2 separate regions of the Rattus norvegicus genome follow, and region 1 is linked to region 2. A link is a contact called in public Hi-C data. All regions are on one chromosome and are shown on one strand. The core of a region is the stretch at or near the end of the contact, and the rest is flanking DNA. Distances in the headings are between cores, read along the strand shown. Region 1 holds the start of Fosl2 (FOS like 2, AP-1 transcription factor subunit). Region 2 has its middle 49 kb from the start of Plb1.

Region 1 (4,857 bases), core at 1,357-3,856, 60 kb after region 2:
TCCAGGAGCGGGAGGGACATCCAGCTATCTCCAAGAAAATGGAACTGCCGGCGATTAACCTTTGAGATTGAGATTACAGCTACAGCAGGAAATATTTTTCATGTTCCGAGTTCCTGCCATGTACACCAGGCAGAGGTCTTAACAAAGCTGTCTGCTTCCCAAGACCTTATGAAGTTAGACAGAGAGGGGAAGTGGCGGGCAGCAAACATATCGGGGACACAGGACCCCACAAACAAGGAGAACAGGGAAAACCAGGAACATCTCACAATGATTGGTCTACAGTGCTACCATAAAGGAGGAAGGCCCAGTCACTAACTGCCAGGAAATCTTCCCGGTCCCCGAGAAGGCGGCTGGGAGCAGAGTTGATTTCAGACTTAATCTGGCATGTAATAAAGTTACCTTGAACCCAGATCAGGGTGCGTCGTAGCTCGGAGTTGGGAAGTAAGAAAAGCAGACGCCTATCATTGGGACCACAGAACTGTTTTTGCAGAAAGTCAGAGCAGGGAAGAGAAAGCCCTCCTCCCCTTCCCCATCTCCCACCCACTACATGGGCAAGGAGCAGAGAGGCCAGGCTGAGAGTTGGCTGAAGTGGCCAATGCCTCTGGTTTGAAAGACTTTTTGCTCCTGCCGCTGAGCAGAATGGGCAGCCGGACCTGAGAATCCCATGCACTGGTTGTTGCTAATTGCAAAATCCTCATGTGTTACAGCATGCTAGGAATTAGCCAACAGCTGCTTTTTGCTTGGGTAATGAGGCCCCATTACACACGGCTGGACGGAGCTCTCTTCCTTCATCCGAGCATCGGTTTCCTGTCTGATTTGCTTCCAAAACAGGGAATTGCCTCTGCTTACATCCTGGGCTCAAAGCCCTAGTGACACAGATTATTCAGTAGGGGCACTGATGTCCGGTCTGACTTCATCCAGGCCAGGAGATTGTACTATGTCAGTCAGTGCTCACTGCCTTGGTCTCATTAGTGGAAGAAACAGAAGAAATTCCAGGCTCCTACGATGATTGGGAAGGAGAGGTACCTGGGGTAGGGTTATTGGATTGGAAAGTAGGGGAACAACAGGTATAAATGACTCTAAATCCATTGGTGAATGATGTTTGGATTCAGCCCAAAACACCAACTGCACAGGGACACAAATATAAGCAACTACTTTTGAGATGTGATTTTGTGCTCAGTGGTAAGGGTTCATTGACTGCACCCTCAACGCTTAGACCAGGCTATCCACAGGGGGTGCTTAATAGGTATGGGGGAGGGCGGGTAGAGAGAACACACAGAAAAGCCATTTGTAAGGACTCTTCAGACATGGGACATTACTTTGAGAGATGCCTTTCTCATCAGATTACAAAGAAACCCATATTTCTATATTTCTCAGCTCAGTTCACCCCTCCCTGGAAGACCCCTGACCTCTAAAGGTCAAAGTCAAGGCCATAGCCATTGGCTTATGGAGTAACTCATGCTGCAGCCAGCTTGTCTAGGAACTCCCAATGCTGGCTGAGGTGGGCTTCAGGTGGCAGGGAACCTTGTGTGTGCATGCAATTCCCTCGCAAGTTCTTGTATGCGGTTCCTGCTACACAAGTCAGATACCCCACGGCCCCCCACCGCCCCACCAGTACCTACAGAGACATAGATTACAGGCAAGATCCCTCAGTGCAAACCAGTCTGGCTGCTTTAGAAAAAGAGTTGTTTTTCTACTTCTAAAACCACTCAGGAGCCCAAGTGATGTCTCTCTCTCCCACTTCTCTCTGACAGCTTCTTTGCCCCAGTACCCCCAAGCCCCTCAAGGATCTGCTCCGGGGGAAATACAGGCTCCTGCCCAACCCTTACCGGAAGCTGGAGGGGGGGTATCACAGAAGGTGTCAAGAGCCAATCAAAGCCAGCTTCTTCCTTACTGACCTTCGCACCTAATTCCCAGAGGCAACCCTCGTCCTCACTCCCAATCACTTGAAGGAGCCCAGCCTTGTTTCTGAGCCCCCAAGCCTTTTCAGAAAACAGCTAAGATCGAAGAATAACAGAAGAAAGAAGGGTTAAAAAGCCTTCCCCCGCAGGGTCCTTTCGGTTGGGAGGGGCTTAGAGGGTGCAAAGATTTTCTTGCCTATCCACTACCTAGAAAGAGGAAGGTGAAAAGGAAGGCAGAGCGGCTCGGAAGGAGGCAACAGGCTTCCCGGAGGGGACCTGCAGTATCATGAGCTTTTCTGGAAAATTAAGTAAGAAAAGGGGGAGAGGGTGTCGTTGGCTCTCCAAGCCCACTCTCCGCTTGTTTAAAAAAAGTGGAGGGGAGGGGCGGAACAGAACAAAACCCCACAACTTACAGCGGTGACCCCTAAGTATTTTTCTAGCTTAGCGAGGAAAGGGAAAAGACGGAGGTTGGGGGTGGAGGCACTGGGAGCGAGAAGAGGGAGTCTGCCCGCGCCGCCAGGTGCACCCCGGCCCGCACGTACCTGCTGGCCGCCGCCACCGCTGGAGTAGGACTCGGCGTGCGCAGGAGAGCCACTGCTGCCCCGGGACGAGGTGTCAAAGTTCCCGGGATAATCCTGGTACATGATCCGCGGTGGGGGCCGGAGAGGAAACAGGGTGGTTTTCTTCCCCGCCCTCGCCGCGGCCGCGCACAGTTTGCTGCGCGCTCGCTGGTCCACCGGCCCGGCCGCGGACTGGGCTTTTCGCTCCCGGGCTGTCCACCCAACCCAGGCAGACAGGAGGCAGCGACACTCGGGAAATGACCCCCCGATCGCCGCGCACCGCACTTCGTTTCTGCTCTGCAAGCTCCGCGGAACCGGTTGTCCACCGGGTCCCTCCCTCTAAAAAGTCGGCGCGTCCCTCGGTCCCTCCCCTGCGCGCGCCCTTCCGCCCCCGCGCGCAGCCCGAGCTCTGCCCGGACCTACGGGTTGGAGAAAAATGGGCAACGCAAAAAAGACTAGGAGCTCTGCGGGTGTCGCTTGGCAGCTCTGGGGGACTCCCTCTCCGATCTCCCAGGGCGCCAAAAGGGCGAAAAAGAAAAGCTGCCGGTTGGGAGAAACTTCTGTTTCCTCCTTTTAGAAAAGGAGCCCAAGAATAAACTTCCTGTGGCCAACTCGCCGCCTGAGTTTCCCGGCGACTCGGACACTTGACTTAGGACAAGGCGATGAGCGCCGGTCCAGCGGCCCCGATCGCGCCGGTGGGACAGCGCCCGTGGGGTTCCAGGCTGAGCGGTGCTGAGAGGGACGTGGCTCCGCGTCGCAGTGACCTGCACCCGGTGCCTGCTCTGGGACCGGCCAGTCTCACGCGTCTCGCCTCGCTTCGCCCTCCCCTCTCTCTCCCCCTCTTTCTTGCGCGCTCTCTCTCTCTGTCCCTGCCGAGCGCCGCTCGCTGTCTCTCTCCGAGCCCCTGCGCTCTGCCCGAGATGAGTCACTACAATGGCACGAGTTCAACTCCACACTCTTTATTCTCCAGCCCCGCACCATGTGGATCCACTCACGTCAACTGTAGACTCCACCTTGCTGGGAGGAGCGCTCGAGGCGGCGGGGGAGGAGGCCCGGGACAAGGAGGAGGAGGAAGAGGAGCGGGAGGGGAGGAGGCGGGCGCGGCGCTCCCCTCCCGGCCCTGCTCGCGGTCGCGCTGACGCCAGCCGCACACCCCGCGCAAGGAAGGCGGGCGGCGGGGAGGGTGGGAGCGGGCGGCCCCCGCACTACGGGGGCGCCGAAGCCGCCCGCGTTCTTGCAGATCTCCTCCACCCCCCTGGGGCGCAGCGCCCTTGGTCTGTTCCATTGGCGCACGTTGCCAAAGATGGTCATTTGCGTTAGAGGACGCGAGTGCGGGTTTCCTCGCATTCGGGTGACGTGGAGGGAGAGGGATTCCCTCGCCTGCTCCTGAGTGCGCTCTGGCCTCCCTACCTCCCCCCCCAACCTCCACCCCAAAAGGAAGGGGCGCGGGGCGGGGCCCCGAAAGCGGCCGCGCGGGCCTGGGCTCTGGGTTTTAGAAAAAAAAAAAAAAAATCGCAGCCTGAAGACCAGACGGGCGGCTCAGTGCGGCGCCACCGCGAGGCCGAGAGCCCAGCGCGCAGAGCCGCTCGCGGGGAGGGCGCGGCCGTGCGCAGTCGTCCGCACCCTCAGCGGCGCCGCCCGGTGCAGCGGGCGTCCTGGACGCACCGGGCACCCGCGCCACCCTGCGGCCGGGTCTTGGCGGGGTGCGGCACGGCGCCGCCAGGCGGGGCAGGCCTGCCCATTTTTCACTCAGAGCCTGCCTGCCCACTGCTTCCCCTTTGAGTGTGTGTGTGTGTGTGTGTGTGTGTGTGTGTGTACTTTTTTCTTTTCTGTTTATTTATTTATTTTTGTTTTGGCCTTCCAATTAATTTGCTAAAAGTAATATTGAAGACGAAATTAGCTAGCGAGACACTCTGGGAGTCCTCTGTGCTAGATAATTAGGACGCATCTAATAGTAGTAAGCAGGCCTTAAAAGCAAATCGGGTTAAAAAAAAAACTGGGGGCCGAGAGGTGTGCCCCAAGTTGCCTTGAGCTGTTTTGGAGCAAAGTTCAGGGCGCGCGTGGCCGGACTCCAGGCTCTTCCCGCCTTGCTGGGTGGGGTGGCACTCAGGGTAAAGAGCGCAGGCCTTGGAGTATGAACGCCTGGCTATGCTATTTACGAGCTGTGAGATCTTGGGCGAGTCTAGAGTCTCAGTTTCCTCCTCTTTATAATGAAAGGTTTGGGGCAAGACGACCTTCTAAAGCTTTGTCTGCTCCGGATAGCCAATCATCCCCAGAGAAGGTACAATGTGTACAGCTAAGTGCTGTACCAGGAGTTGAAGAACTCTTTTCTTTTGGGGTAGGGTCTCAGGATTGCACAGGGTGTCCTAAAACTCGCTCTATAGCAAAGATAAGCC
Region 2 (4,919 bases), core at 913-3,412:
GTGACCCTCTCATGGGCCCTGCTCAGAGAGAACACAGTGTGATGTTCCCTAGAGGAGCAACGGGGCCAAAAGAGTCAGACACCAGAGGGCACCAGTGAGCTGTGTTTGTCTGGCTTGTCTCTGGCAGGGCCCAGGTCCTGCGGGAGGGTAGGTGGAGACCAGCTGAGGAAGTGCCCAGCCAGCTTCCTGACAGAGCTCCAGTTCAGGCCTGCTGCAACCCAACTGGGTCCACCTCTTCCATCTGCCCTGAAGAGAGAACCCAACTAGGCATGAGAGTCCAGGAGGGAAGGGAGACACTAGTCCCAGTCCATCCAGCCTGGCCAGCCTCCTGTCAGACCCACCTTGGGCTCCACAGTAGGCTTAGAACACTCTGACTTAGATGGAATTGGATGCAGCTGTATTTCTGTTATTTCTGTGTGACCTCAGGCGCATTATTAACCCCTCTAAGCGCAGTTGACTCTCTTAACAAGAGTGTCTCCTTCCTTAGGCTGGCGTGAGCTCGTGCTCTAAAGAACAAGAAGCCTGTGGCTCCGTTCCTGGCACCGAGATGAATATTTTTGGCAAAGAAGCAGGCAGCTGTATGACAGAAGTCACCTCAGTGTCAGACAGAGCCTCGTTCAGATGGACAGACACCTATGCATAAGGTAGAGAACAGACAGACACCTGTTTGTCCAATATGGTTCCAGATGGCACAACTATTAATAACACCCTCTTCCCTCTTGTGGTGTCCCAGTTTGAGGATCAACTCCATAGTGCTACCTACAAGGCATCAACTATGTGCCAGGGTTGGTGACAGGCATGGGGGATGAGGAGGGAGATGGTGTCCCAACTGCCAGATCTCACTGCTCCTCGAGGACACAGACCAGGAAATGAATCGGGAAGGTGGGGTTGGCCATACTGCTGGAAGTCCCCACAAGAACCTGCCAAGAGACATCTTAGGATAGATGGACCTGTCTTGGTTTATTCAGAATCGTAGTATTTTAGTATTTTTCCAGCTGTAGAAGCTACATAAAAAGAATCACTATGTAGCTCATGGCAATCCTCCTGCCTTGGGTTCCCAAGCACTGGGGATTTTTTTTTAATTACATGTATTTATTTGTCTCTGTGTATGCTGGACAAACAGGCGTGCGTTCTCTACTTTGTTATAGGGGTGCAGCTACGGGTGCAGGTCAGAAGGGGACAACTTGTAGGAGCTGGTTCTCTCCTCCTACCCTGTGGGTCTCTTGGTCAGATTCAGGTGGTCAAGCTTCATGGTAACTGCCATTTTAGGCTGAGCCATCTGGTCAACCAGCACTGGGATTATTACAGGCATGGGCCATGTCCAACTAGAAGTGGTGCTAATCCATTTTCTGCAACACACACATACACACACACACACACACACACACACACACACACACGTTAAAAGAATTACTTTCTTATAGACATCTTTTTCCCCCTTTGGTCATGGTTTCTGTCCTCTTGGAAAGTGCAGGAACATGGTTGTGGTCCAGGGCCACACTCTGAGAGGAGCTACCTCTTTGCTCCACACTAAGGCCAGAAACACCTCATGACATTGAGGGGGAAGAATGGGGGAAGGGAGAAAATGATGGACGAGGTTATAGTGTGCTCTGAACTAGCCAGGATCCTCCTGGGCATCTGAATTGTTTTACAGGAGGACAGTGCCCTGATCCAAGGTCTAGAGACAGTCACATGCCGATCCTAGAACCAGGGATGCTTGCGAGGTGCAGGCATCTCAGGGCCAAATCCCTTACCAGCATCCCACAGTGGACTCTCCCAAGCCCCTGCCTTGTCTGGACGCTTCCTTGGTCCTTCTGAGCTAGGTCCTCTCTGAGTCCTGCTCAGCTAACTTGAGGGCACCCACTGCTGGGCAGCAAAGTCTCCTTGTCCATCCACCAATGTCACTGGGGAACTTTGTCCTGCTTCTCAGCAGAGCATGTCCTGACCCCATCCCACAATATCCTGGGTGACTGCATGAAAACCCCAGAGCTCCCCAGCACTGGAGGAGGTTTGCCTTATTTAGACATGGTGCCCTGGAGGAAGGAGAAAGGGAAGGAGGGGGAGGGGATGACAAGTAGATAGGCACGACGGAGAAGGAAGGAGGCTGGAGGATTCTGGGAACCAAGGGTCATGATGACATCATCACAGGAGGGTTTTGCTGGGGTCAGTGGGTGGGGGCGGGGTCCAGTGGCTGGGGCCCGTGGTGACTCATTTATAGGAATGGGCTTTGTGTCTGCAGCAGTCATTTATTTAGTAAGCCATTAATTGTTTCAACACTCGTTTATTGAGTTGTTATTATGCTTCAGGCCCAGGACCAGGCTTCAGAAGACAGATCACTGCCAGGGCCAGGAGGAAGCTCACGGCCCAAAGGGGAAAGATGAGGCCACTGCTATGTGTGGGTGTGTACAGGATTCGGAAGGACCTGAGACAGGCATTCTAGTGTGTGGCAGACAGAGGCAACAGGAGGTAGTGGCCAAGAAAGACTCCAGCGGGAGGGAAGGTAGGGAACGGGGGAGGCCTAGGGTATAAATATAGGTGGAGGGGGAGAGGGAGGAGGACGGAAGGAGAGGTGAGCAGGAGGAGGAAGAGGAAGAGTACATACTGGAAGGCTGGAAGGAGGGCTCAGGAGGCGTAGGGAACTGACAGGCACCTGAGACATGGTGACAATGTGACAGGGGCTCCTGCTGCCAAGCTGCTGGCCTGAGTTTGATCCCTAGGAAAGAGAGTCCACCCCGATAAGTGGAAAGGGTAAGCCTTAATGGAGGGCAGAGTTTGCCAGACCCCACAGTCAACAGCAGTGGAGTCAGAGCGACTGTAGCTTGTGGCCACCTGGAAACCCCCTCCTGCCACACCTGAGGATCCCCTGCTTGATGTCTGCACCCAGCTCCTGAGCTGTCATTGCTAGTACCATGGTCCTTAATAGCAGGCAAGTCCAAGTCACTCATTCCTGGCCAGCGTCAGTTCTCAAGAGAGTCATCTGACTCCAGGGCTCCTGGCTCCCAAATGGAAGCCTGCCTGCTTCTGTGTAGAGCCTGCCATCTTTGTCAGTCTTCCACATATCTGGGGAGATCACTGGGCTTCCCTTCTAACAGTCAGACCACAGGAGGCCATAGACTCCAGGAGGGACTTTCAGCCTTGAGATTCTTTTCTTCGAACAGGAGACCAGGCGTGAACCTTCCCACAGGCCCTGGGTGTTATGGTGGCTTCTGCAGGGGCTTCCCCAGACCCTGTTCCTCCAGAAGCACGAAGCCACCCCCCACCTGGCCTGGGTCACCATCACTGCCCATTTCTTCCAGTCACTGAAGTCCCAAACATATTTGTGCTTTCCCTGCTGTCATTAATTCGAGTCTATTTCAAGGGAAACGAGGTAGTCTGCCTGCTTCTGATTCATGCCCATTGAGCTCATCAAAACCAGAACAATTTGGTAATAGCTGTTGGGTTTACTGGACGCCCTCTGGGATCTGTGAAGAAAAAAAAAATCTCTGTTCCTCGGAAACAGGAAGTTTCAACAGAAGGAAGGACAGTTGCAAAAATCAACATTTGAATTGTCTCTGCCTGTTGGAGAGGCGTGTTCAGTGTTCCAATCTGCTAGCCGGCAGACAATCCACACCTATGTGTGTAGGGACTGGGAGCAAGGGGATTTTAAAAGAAGAGCTTCTGTTTGGGGAGAGTTGCAGTATTTCCCAGAATGCCATCCTGAGTGCAGAGGGGAGGGGCTGGGGGTTGGGGGGTTGGGGACTGGGGGCTGGGGACTGGGGACCTGGGAAACTGGTTGCAAATTCACACAACAGAAATTTACTTTATTGAAATTCTGGAGGCTGGCTGACTTTCCCTTTGTCTTCCCCTGGTTGTTCCCCTGTGTCTAAACCACAAGCTATATGCGATAGCTCACTCCTGTAATCACAGCACTGGGGAGGCAAAAGTCAAACACCGAACGTCTGAGCCAGCCTGGGCTACATATAGCAAGCTCCAGGTTAGTCTGGGTTACACAGTGAGAGTTCATTTCAAAAAAAAAACCAACAATACAATAAAAGCGTATTGGTCACATTGGAGTAGGGCTTATGACCTCATGGTAATTATCTCTTTGAAGGTCTTTTCTCAGCTAGGCACAGGCCTGTGATCCCAGCACTCAGGTTGATAGATGTTTAGGGCCTTCTTCAGTTATACATTGAGCTTGAGTCTAGCCTGGGCTACATGAGACCCTGTCTCAAAAAAAATAAGTAAATAAATAAACCATAAATACAAAAATAAATGCCCTTTCTCTAAATATTGTCACATTTAGAGGCCCTGGGGGCTTTGGTCTCAATATGTAAATCTGGAGGAATGGAATAGCAACCCCCGGCCATGTCTTTCTCTTTGGTTAGTGTCTGCAGTTAGAGTCCTGAATGAGGTCATCACAGGGCTTTGTATAGAAGAGCGGCTGCCAGGCCACCAGGCCACCAAGCCACCAGTTCTGGTTCACACCTTGCTCCTTCACGTAAGTATCGAGGTGATAGAACCCCAGTGCCCTCAGAAACATGAGAAACATATTCTCTGTATCACAGGCAGCGTAAGTGAGGACCCAGAAAGTTCTTCAGTGTAAGAGGCAGGGTCAAGCCCAGAACACGCAGAGTGCTCACGAGATTCAAGTTCTCTTCCTAAGCATGTTTTCCTCCTGGAGATTCTTCCCACAGGAAACTAAGGACATTTCCCAGGACCTCTCTAGGGAGGAATCAGGTACGAAATCTAAGAAGTAAAGACTAAGATACCAGGTCCCCTGACAGCCCACAGCTGAACACCGATGGCTGGCCCTTAGTTCCTCAAACCTGGGGGCACTAAGACACTAGGGTACCTTGCAGACTGTGGAATTACTAACCCTCATCTGACTCAAGATCTTCGGGATCAGTACTGTGTCCAAAGGGCTCTAAGCTAGATGTGGT

The links. A called contact is a pair of places that touch in the nucleus more often than the background predicts.
Region 1: a Hi-C map of Schwann cells shows a contact between it and region 2, with 6 times the contacts expected there. The contact joins the promoter of Fosl2 here to the enhancer-like site in region 2. A contact is called at or near these places in 10 of 12 Hi-C or Micro-C datasets (the A7r5 cell line, the Rat2 cell line, Schwann cells and 5 more).

What each region holds. Positions count from the first base shown.
Region 1 is chr6:30,036,663-30,041,519 of GRCr8, forward strand. It overlaps Fosl2 (FOS like 2, AP-1 transcription factor subunit), which reads right to left and starts at 2,607. Exons shown (of 4, transcript NM_012954.2): 1 at 2,444-2,607. The coding sequence starts at 2,545.
Region 2 is chr6:29,977,094-29,982,012 of GRCr8, forward strand. It overlaps the pseudogene Pym1-ps2. Among named protein-coding and RNA genes, the nearest start is that of Plb1, 49 kb to the left of the region's middle. Within about 2 kb of position 2,163, at least 8 of the 93 cell types and tissues checked have an H3K27ac peak or open chromatin away from gene starts, as enhancers often do. A contact at or near this core is called in the A7r5 cell line and Schwann cells, where this site is marked.